Regions from separate parts of the Ovis aries genome. Here region 1 is linked to region 2. Evidence: chromatin contacts called from public Hi-C data. All regions are on one chromosome and are shown on one strand. The core of a region is the stretch at or near the end of the contact, and the rest is flanking DNA. Distances in the headings are between cores, read along the strand shown.

Evidence for each region. A called contact is a pair of places that touch in the nucleus more often than the background predicts.
Region 1: a contact with region 2 is called in a Hi-C map of skin fibroblasts, with 2.3 times the contacts expected there. The contact joins the enhancer-like site here to the promoter of PTGER4 in region 2. A contact is called at or near these places in 3 of 16 Hi-C or Micro-C datasets (blood, omental adipose tissue and skin fibroblasts).

Annotation. Positions count from the first base shown.
Region 1 is chr16:34,372,313-34,377,320 of ARS-UI_Ramb_v3.0, forward strand. No RefSeq gene overlaps it. Among named protein-coding and RNA genes, the nearest start is that of TRNAE-CUC, 250 kb to the left of the region's middle. Within about 2 kb of position 2,184, at least 3 of the 54 cell types and tissues checked have an H3K27ac peak or open chromatin away from gene starts, as enhancers often do.
Region 2 is chr16:33,941,785-33,947,539 of ARS-UI_Ramb_v3.0, forward strand. It overlaps PTGER4 (prostaglandin E receptor 4), which reads right to left and starts at 1,740. Exons shown (of 3, transcript XM_015101313.3): 1 at 1,169-1,740; 2 at 1-710. The coding sequence starts at 667.

The sequences.
Region 1 (5,008 bases), core at 934-3,433, 430 kb after region 2:
TTTTCATCAGCATTTATAGAAGTGTTTCATAGAAGCACTTGAGTAAACAGTTTTACAGAATGTTTAGGCATACAAACCTGAGGAACGTCATAGAATTTTCCCATGCTCTTTTGGTTCAGGGAACAACCAAGTGTTTTCAGTATGCCTGAGAGAGTTTTAACATAACTGATATATTATAGAATCAGATCCAGAGAGGCCTTGGGATGGAATGAGGAAGACACTACTGGCTGTGTAGACCCATGGCCAAAGGAGCCAGTGGGCATCTGGTGATGACAGAGGATCGGATTTCCACCCCCACCTCCATTGCCTCGGTGCAAACCCAGTGCTTCTCCTTTCAACTTGGATGCAACTCCAAGGAAAAGATGGAACTGAGTTGAGTGAGATGACCCAGAATTGACAAGATTAAGTTTCTACCACAGAGTGCAAAGTGAACATAAAAAAAGGACTTTACATTTCTTGTATCCTGAATTTGTGGGCTTAATATCAAAGTCATCTTATACGTTGAGAAAAATGCCATTTAAAGCTGTGGCACTGGGACTCATCACTAAAGGTGATTGAATGAGTATATGAGTTTATCCCTTGATTCCCTTAGAGGGAAAAGGAAAATATATTTGTTGTAGCTTTAGAGTCTGAACACATGGTCCCAGCACTCAGCTGTTATAGTTCCTTGCTTGTGGACTTCAGAGTTTGGTGAGTTGCTCAGAACTCATAGGATGAAAAGCTGCACTGTGTGTCAGTACCTGTGCTATCTTGGTATGTGGGCAATGAAGGGCCACTTTAATTCAGTTTTTAGGAAGCATCATCTAATCTGGAAAATGAGTAAGATTTGTCTAGGCAAGAGCAGAGGTGTTGGGAGTGAGATGGTATCCATGGTAGAAAGCAGAGCTTTTACAGAGAGTTTGGAAGTAGAAACGTGTAGATGTCATTCAGTCAGACTGGACTTTAGATGCCAAGGCAGTAGGAGATGGTCAAGAGGTAAGGTTAGGAAAGCAAGCCCTAGCAAAGCAAGCCCTTAGTATTTTTCATACTAAGGAGATCAGCTTTATCTTGAGGGCAGTGAGGAGGCACTTCAGCATTTTAGTCAGTGGAATTCATCAGGCTATTCAGTGGGATAGTGGAGAAGAGGGAATCAGGCCTGGATATTAGGGAGACCACGTAGGGGAGGTTGGAGCGATCTGGGAAAGCCTTGTGATAGCCTGAATTAGGGAATTAGCAGTAGGAATGAAGAGAAATTGACAGATCTGTAAAATAGTCAGATCTCTTGATATAATAAAATATCCTGATTAAATTAATAAACAAGATCTCTTCTGTGCCATTTCTTGGTTCTATAAGAGTCTCCCTCTTGATGTTGCACTTGGGGATTTTACTTGCTTCATGGGGTTCTTTGGGTTTGTATTCTCAAAATGTTCCTACTGCCTCTGGTCTCAGAGACCAGGTGATATAGTAGTAGAAGGTCTGTGTTGTTCCCAAACCCAAGGTTACATAGATATTCAACTTAAACCTGGATCTCCTAACCTGAGTATTGGTTCTATCAGACTGAAATAAATAAATATATAAAATATGAAATATATATATATTTGTGAACACCTAAAGACTCTTCCAGTTTTTACTAGAGTGTATGTATTAGAGTGGATCCTAGAATCCAAGTGTTGTCATAAATGTTCCTAGAAGCAGATAACACTAAAACCCCACATAATTGGAAATACAGTGAACACAGTTTACTCATTCTATTCTGGTGTCCTTAGAGAAGAGGAAACTGTAGGGGAGTGAGCCCCGTGGGATTGGAGGGAGATTTTAGTTGCTCACCAACATGACTCAGAAGTAAAGTTAAGCTTCCCAAGCACACCTGTGACTTAAATGAGAACATGATACAGAGACTCAGGGGAGAGAAAAGGAAATGGAAAATTAGATCTCTGGTCAAATATTTAATAAAATGTAATTTTCAAAAGGAAGATATAAAATGCATGCAAAATCTCAAAGTATAAACCCAGAGAAGTCACAATTACCCAAATGACATGGTTTGAGTATAAATGGAAGTGTAGGGGTGATATTCTCCCTATTTAGTGAATAGGATGTGTATTGAATGAATAATGCATTTTTACACCAGATGGAGGGGCACTCCTTATAAAGATTTCAGGGAAATGACTATGCTGTGAATTACTGGGCATGTGCTGGCACTGTGTTCTCTTGGTAGTGTGGAACCACATTGAGCTAGTGAGATGTGAGTCATCCTACGAGATAACTGATCATTTCAAGACCTCATGCCACAGAAGCAATGGCAGACGAGATTGTTTCTAAGTCAGTGGTCCATGAATGGGTCGGGATGCTCCAACTACTATATGAAAGATGCTTTATTAGCTATGTACATTAAAACCTCAACTAGAATAGCTAGGAAATTGGGCAAATTGTTAATTTGTATTTTGTGGTCAGCTGTGGCTAATGTGGAAAACCCCTTTTTGCTTTAAAGCTGTTATTCAAAATGTTTTCTCAAATGCATTAAATCATTCTCCTCACTTTGAAGCCTGCAGATTAAACACAGAATACTATACTACAGAAGCTTGGGAGGCTAGACAGAATGTGTTCTCATCCCCGGGATTTATGCTGAAAACTGCTTTGTTATGAATCTCTGAATAGAGTACGTTTTCTCACTTTCTCATATCCTTCCCGGAGAAGGAAATGACAACCAACTCCAGTACTCTTGCCTGGAAAATCCCATGAACAGAGGAGCCTGGTAGGCTGCAGTCCATGGGGTCGTGAAGAGTCGGACACAGCTAAGCGACTTCACTTTCACTTTCATGCATTGGAGAAGGAAATGGCAACCCGCTTCAGTGTTCTTGCCTGGAGAATCCCAGGGATGAAGGAGCCTGGCGGGCTGCCGTCTATGGGGTCGCACAGAGTTGGACATGACTGAAGTTGACTTAGCAGCAGCAGCATATCCTTCCTTGTAAAAAGTTAAATACCAAAAATACTTCTTGTAATTAAAAGATCCAGCAGTTTACGTGTATGCAGTTTAAGTTCAGTTAACTGAGATTTTATTATTTCAATATATATTTTGAAATGCTTGCAATTGTTTCACAACTCTGACGTCTAGTGTTGCTTGTTAAAAATTCTTTATTGTGTTTTATTATTTTTTAACTCTCTGTTGCAGTTTTAGGCTAATAATTTGCTGTACTGTCCTAGACTCACCAACCAGGTGATTAAATGAGAGTTAAAAGCAGGTGATTGATAAGAGTTAAAGGTAGTATGTTTGTCCATGTGATTACACTATAAAAATAACATTATGATGCTTTGTTAAAATATCTAAGGATAAACATAAAAGAGGCTACACTTAAACAGAGTAAATTGAGTCCAAGATTTAGAGAAGGGCTGCAACTGATAACTTATTCAAGGTCAGCTTTTAAAGCTGTCACTTGGCCTTTTCTTCTCAGGCTTAAGCAGAAACAGCATATACTAATGTATTTCCTGCCAGTGAAAGTAGAGGGGGAGGAGACATTTAGTTCACATATGAAACATGTTTACGTGTCTCTTCAGCTTCTAAACTTGTAATAATTCAATTATTATATATTTATATTTTCAACTTGTTTCCCCATTGCATACTTAATATTTAATGGAAAGTATAACTGGAGAAATGTTTTGCTCTGATGGTGATTTTTCATTCAAATCCTTTTAAACACATCCTACCTGAAAATTTCTGTGCAAGGTTCTACTTTTAGTAGACCATTTCTCGGCTACTTGTAACTAACCTAAAAGCCAAAGCAAAAACTGGGAGACATTTAAGCTAGACTATCAGTAGAGGTTAATGTTATTAAGCTTGTACTATAGATCTAGTATGATTCACTCTAGAAACATTCATGTGGGCAACTCAAAAGTAGCGATATTGAATTAAGGAATCAAAAGCTAGGCTGAGATAGAGAAAAAGAAGTTTGAGGGCAGTGGATCCTTGCCCATATTCCTGGCCATTATTCCATGTCTTTATGTTGTTGACTCTTCCAAACTCTCCTCAGAGCCATTTCCATGAAGAAACTATCAGAGAAAAACATCCTCAGAGCACATCTCTTCCCATATGATCACTAAATCAATATATACACTTTGGAGGGACTGATGCTGAAGCTGAAACTCCAGTAGTTTGGCCACCTCATGCGAAGAGTTGACTCATTGGGAAAGACTCTAATGCTGGGAGGGATTGGGGGCAGGAGGAGAATGGGGACAACAGAGGATGAGATGGCTGGATGGCATCACGGACTCGAAGGACATGAATCTGAGTGAACTCTGGGAGTTGGTGATGGACAGGGAGGCCTGGCGTGCTGCGATTCATGGGATCGCAAAGAGTCTGACACGGCTGAGCGACTGAACTGAATTGAACTGAACTGAGGATTCCATAAGAGGTTAGTTATCTTTCTGATTTGAAGTCTCAGAGTCTCTTTGCTGTGGAGTTACCAATGAAAGCAGACTTGGGTGAGTAGAGGTGGCTCATCTAGACCAGCGTAAAAGAGTTCAGAGAAGTTCACTGAGGCTGAAGAACTTGGCTCAGGGATTCCTCCCCGCCAAGGAGACAATGGAGGGCAGAGTTCTATAAAAAGAAGGAAGAGTAAAGAGGATTTTTGGAGGTTTTCCCAAGTAAGAACTACAGCAAGTTTATGTCATTTCTTTGCAATTTCAGCACCACCACCAAAGAGAAGTGATTCACCATGAGATAATAACATTTCTGGCGTCCACACTTCCACGAAATACCTGAGGCACAGGAGTTCTTGGGAGAAAGAATTTACGAGAGAAGGGCTTAGGGAATACCAGGATGTCTCTGTCTCTCTTCTCTGCTTGATTAACTCCCATTTACCCATCAGGTCTCTGTGTCCTTTAAGAGGCCATGCCTGACCCTCAGCATAATGATGGATGCTTGGTCCAGGTGCTCCTAGGGCATCCTGGGCTTACATCTGTTTAGCACCTTTCATTTTGTGTGTAACTTTGTCCCTACCAATAAACTGAGTGCTTCTTGATGACATGGGATATA
Region 2 (5,755 bases), core at 490-2,989:
GCGAGGTGCGGCGCATGAACTGTCGGTGCATGCGGAGCAGCGCGCCGCACACGAGCACGTTGCAGAGCACGGTGGCGAGGATGAGGAAGGAACTGAAGCCCGCATACATGTAGGAGAAGGCGGCGTGCGCTGTCACGTTGGTGGTCCAGTCGATGAAGCACCAGGTGGCCGGGTACTGCAGCCGCGAACTGCCCAGGCCCATGCTGGGCAGCGCGCAGAAGAGCACGTTGGACGCGTAGACCGCGAAGAGCGTGAGCCCCGCCAGCCGCTTGTCCACGTAGTGGCTGTAGAAGTAGGCGTGGTTGATGGCCAGGTAGCGCTCGATACTCATCGCACAGATGATGCTGAGCCCCGACAGGCCGAAGAAGAGCAGGATGAAGGTGCTGTACTCGCACAGCGCGTGGCCCCCGGGCCACTGGCCCTTCAAGTAGGTGGCGATGGTCACCGGGCTCACCAACAACGTGCCCAGCAGGTCGGTGACCGCCAGCCCGCATACCAGTGTGTAGAAAGTCGTCTCCTTCTGCTCTTTGCGCGACTTACAGAGCACCACGATGGCCACCAGGTTGCCCACCACGCCGAAGATGAACATCACCGCCGGGATGGTCACTGGGCTGTTCAGTGGGTTGGAGGCCTGGGAGGATGATGCATTGGTCCCAGGGGCGGTCATGGTGGTGGCCGACGGTACACTGCCTTGGAGTGCGAGGCTGGGTCTGTGGAGAATAGGAGAGAGACGAAGAAGCGATGAGCAGAAATTACCACCTGCAAAAAGGTGTCAGACCCGCTCCCGAGAAACAATATGTTGATGAGAGATCGGGGGAGCAACTCGATCCAACATTGTGGACTGCAGTCACTTACCAACTGCAGCAACCTAAATCTCCAGGCTCCGGATAAGTCCTGCCGGCAGCACCACTCTACGGGCATTAATATTTATACGTTGATACTGTCTTTCTCTCCTCTCCCCAACCCAACTCATTCCACTGCCAAGATGAACAAGACCTATCTCAAGGGAAAACTGGCTTGCTCGTTTTCCCGACAGATTCTGAGTCAATAAAAGTCTCGCTGAAAACAAGTTATGGAAGATAATTTGAAGAGAGCACTCTTCATTTCCTGGCTACGCTCAAGGGGCGCCCGCACCGCTCTCTGCCCAGTGCCCCCAACCCTGTCTCACCTGTGGCAGCCGCGGAGGTTGCAGTTACGTAAGCCCCCAGGGTCAAGCCTCAGATGTCCTGGACAAGCCTTCAACCTGCCCTCAGCCGTGCCCTGCTCAGTGTGGAGCTTGCCAAGCCTCTGCCTTCTCAGAGCTTGCTCTCGGTGGCTGCCAGTTTTCCGGAACTGGGGTCAGTGGTCAGCTTTCAAAAACTTGGAGAAACAGAAGGGCAGCGAAATGGGTCAGTGAAGCCCGATCATGGATTGCTTTATTCCTTCGTCTTTTCCTTCGTTTCTTCAAAGACGATCCAAGTTTTGCGGAGCCCGCGGGAATCGTCCGTGGGCGGACAGCTCTCAGGTGTGCGGCGGCACCGCGCTGGTGGCACCGAGCCTGGGTACCCGGCTCGGGCCGCCCTCCTCCCCAGCCCAGGGCAGCGCGGGCGGCTACCGGGGCTGGCGGCTAGAGCTGAGGGCGCTTCTGACGCCCTGGGGGCGGCTTGAGGTCCTCTCGGCCCGAGGCTCTGACCTGGGGCGGTTCATCTTCCTCTCAGGCTGCCGGGTTTCCAGCTCCGCTCTTGCCAGTCCAGCCTCTGTACAAACTTTTCTGCAGCTTCAAGTTTCCCTGGCGGGGGCGGGGCCACACAGCGCGCGGCCTGGGCGCCCATTGGCCAGATGTGAAGTGGGCGGGGCGCTCGCTCGCTCCTGTGCGCAGAGAGGAAGCGCTGCGGGCCGGAGGGCGGGGCCCCGGGCGGCGCGGGTCCCACCGCGCCTCTGCCCGCTGCTTGCTTGCGGCTTTCCAGCCCACCGCGGGGCTGGGATGGTGGAGGCTTGGCCTCCTTGCTCCAGGCAGGTGGTGCGGAAAGGCCGCGGTCCGCGGGGACTCTGGGGGGAGTCCCGGTATTCTCCTGTGCACCCTCTTAGCTACTTTGAACTCGGTATCCAGGGCAGACAGCTCTGAAACCGGCATCTTCCTCGCTGTCTCCTTCTCCAAGTGGGCTATTTCTCGCACCTTCTTCAGCCGAGTTGCAACATCTGGGTGCTGGGAAGGGAGGTCAGCGGCTTAGGATTCTACCTGGGAGCTGTCGAGGTGTGTGTGTGTGTGCGCGCGCGTGGACCGGGGAGGAGAAATAGGGTGCGTGCGCCAGTGGCCCCGGATCAGAAGGGTGCGCGTGACTGTGGTGGTGGCTGGGTGGGAGAGTGGGCACCAGGGTTGGGCGGGGAAACGACGAGGAATCCATCCTCTCACCACGAAAGGAGTTCGTTGGCAGTGCCGAGGCAAAAAAAAGGTGAGGGGGGTGGGGAGAAGCCGGGACAGCAACCTCTCCCGTCGCAAGTGGCAGAGACCTGCGGCTGCGGAGAGCCGGCGCGCGGCCCTCCAGGGGACCGACAGTGACTGCGGAGGGCTGTCTGTCGCTGTCTGTCGAACCGAGGAGACCTTTGTCCTCCTTCGGGGAACTTCTCCGGCCCGTGAGAACGGCTAGACTGAGTTTCGTGTCTGGGCTCGGTTAACAGTCAGATTTAGACACCTTCACCATGAATTCTTGGAAAGGCTGATACAGAGAGACTGGGATTGTTTTTAAGTAAAGGAATTGTCCAGTCACTACCTCACTAGTCAACTCTTGGAAAAGCCTATTTGCTCTACCTTTTAATCTTTGAATTACAATGTAGCTTCTCGTTATTCCTTTCTCTTTTACTTGCTACAGTCAGAACTGTTCTATTAATATTTTACTTGCTAGAGTCAGAACTGAAAAATGAAAAAAAAATGATTGTAAAACTTTATGGCATAATTATAACTGCTTCACCATTTTTTTTTAAACCGTAAAGTGAGATTGTGTGAGCCTTCATAATTTCAGTTCCTAGGATCTCTTTCCAGAGGTCGGATACATGCATTTTAACATAATGCATCTCCTCACAGGATAGATAAATAACTTGATCCTTTTATATGCTAAAGCAAGCACTCATGCCTTTATTATTTCGTGAATGTACAAACCTAAGAATTTATCTGGTGCTCTAGTTATTCTCAAGTGACACAGTAACAAACGAGTAATAGGAGGAACAAAACGTTCCAGTTTTCAGCTAATTACAGGACATAATTGTATAAGGCACCATGTGGATATATTGATATAACATCATTCTGTTTGTATTGTTTCCACATGAATATCAGGGGTTCGGAAAGAAACACACATTTGGTAGCAGATGTAAAAAGAACTGATGGAGATCTGTCAGTTTCTCGGAGTCCTAATCCACTATAACCACTCCTGTTGTCTGTGCTTCCTGTTAAGTAGTAAGCTCTAGGATTGTGTCAGCATTGAAAAAGGAAACTGCACGTTCTACCCCCAATCTTTTGTGACCACATTGCATCACTGTCACCCTGTCAGGTGGTTGTTAGTAAGAGTTTGAAGGCGAAGTGGGAAGTTCCACTTATAATCACCCTCTGCTAATAAAATTTTTTTTCCAATTCTCTTTGCATTTGAAGTTCCTAAAATGGAGAACAATTTGAATTGGTCCTTATTAACTTTTCATGATGAAGCGTATTTTAAATATAAAAGTTGAGGCACTCTGTTGAGAGAATTAGGATTAGAGATTTTAGCACATTGCTGATAAACTGGACTTGTTACCAATAGAGCTGTTTTTCTTACTACTCATTTACATTTACTTTGCAAAGTAGCTTTACGAAAATGAAAATAAGTATCCAGAACATAAGACTGAAAAAATGTTATGAGGTTTACCTCTACCCTCTCTTGGTACATGATTCTTAAAACTTAAGTTTAGCTTTCAAAAGTAGAAGTTGAAAATTTGGAAACAAATATTTTATTTTCTTTATTTGAAAAACTGGGACACTTGTTCAGTGTCCCTCACAGTCTCCTGGGAATGTACGTTGCAAAAGAAAACAAAGAATCACCGCGATTAGGCGGACAATTCTTATCATTGCTTGTGTATTTTAAGAAAATATTTTATTCTAAGCATTGATTTGTATCCTATCTTGCCATTTCTGCCTCGATTCCTACTCTACACTATAAGTCCGTGTTTCAATTCTGTCATCAAATCCTCCCTGAAGGTTTGCACTAGTCCAAGAATGGCCTGACTGATCCTTTTGATTGCTCTGTGCTAGCTAATTACTGGACTATTCTTTTAGGTCAACATCATAAAGCGGGAACTCTTAAAAGCAGAGTCCACTTGGAGGCTACCAACTACATTCCCTTTGACTAGGTTGAATCTTCCTTGGATCAAAAGAATGGGTAACCAGGGGGCTAGTTCTTGGAAGGAAGGTAGCAGGATGAATCAGATCTGGCCTGGACCCCATACTGAGGCAAAGCTGGCCAGATCTTAGAGCATTCCTAAAGAGCTAACATTCAAGTAGCAAAGCCCACACAAAACCTGCTTTCTGTCATTCAGGGCTGGCCATATAGATACTCAAAAAGGTGAAACAGGTGTCTATCTGGTGCAGATAACCCAGTGCCCATGGCCACATCTGCCTTCCACCTGCTCATCCGACTGGCTTAGTAAATTACAAGCATGACATTAACCTGATGTTGGGCATGAAAAGAGGTCCATGATTGTGGCTTTGGTCCCTCCCTTTTTAGCAGTGCATTTTAAATGTGCACCTAATTATTTTCATTTTCCAAGCATAAGTTGTGTGCTAATTCTGCTGCTTAGGGTTGTTATACATGTTAGTACTGTGACTGACTCCTCAGTGTCTTCATATGGGCCTGAATTACCACTGTGGAGGCTGGTCGCCACCAAGTGATTGCTTCAGGCTTGCTTCTTCTCTGACAGTTTCACTCATCTAAGTGACAGCTTTCTACCTTTTTATGCTTCCCCTCTTCTTTCTCCAGACAGATATTTCCACTGCACTCCCATTGTAAACTGGGCTAATGGACAAAGAAAGAAGATTACTTAATTAATTTTGATCATTTTTAAGAAGAAACTTTTTATTTTGTATTGGAGTACAGCCAATTAACAAACAATGTTGTCATTGTTTCAGATGAACAGTGAAGGGACTCAGCCATACATATATAAGTGTCCATTCTCCCCCCCAAACTCCCGTCCCATCCAGGCTGCCATACAACATTGAGCAGAGTTCCAGGTACTATTCAGTAGGTCCTTGTTGGTTATCCATTTTAAATATAGCAGTGTGTACATGTCAATCCCAAATTCCCTAACTGTCTTGCTCATTTTGGAAGGTACAGGTGGAGAGATAAAGTTTTATAAGTGCAGGTGTCTCTTCTACAGGAAGATGGACATGCTGATTATAATTTAGTTTCTCCTCACATCCCCTGAATTGCTGTATATTTTAGCACTTCAGAAAATACACAGAGACTCTCTGGTTTAGTCATCAATACCCTCATTTTCTATAGCTTGTTGACTGCTTTCCATGGAACTTTCACAATTGCATTCACAAAGTAAAAGAAGAAAGTGAGAAAGTTGGCTTAAAGCTCAACACTCAGAAAACTAAGATCATGGCATCCGGTCCCATCACTTCATGGCAAATAGATGGAGAAACAGTGGAAACAGTGGCTGACTTTATTTTGGGGGGCTCCAAAATCACTGCAGATGGTGACTGCAGCCATTAAATAAAAATACGGTTTCTACTTGGAAGAAAAGTTTT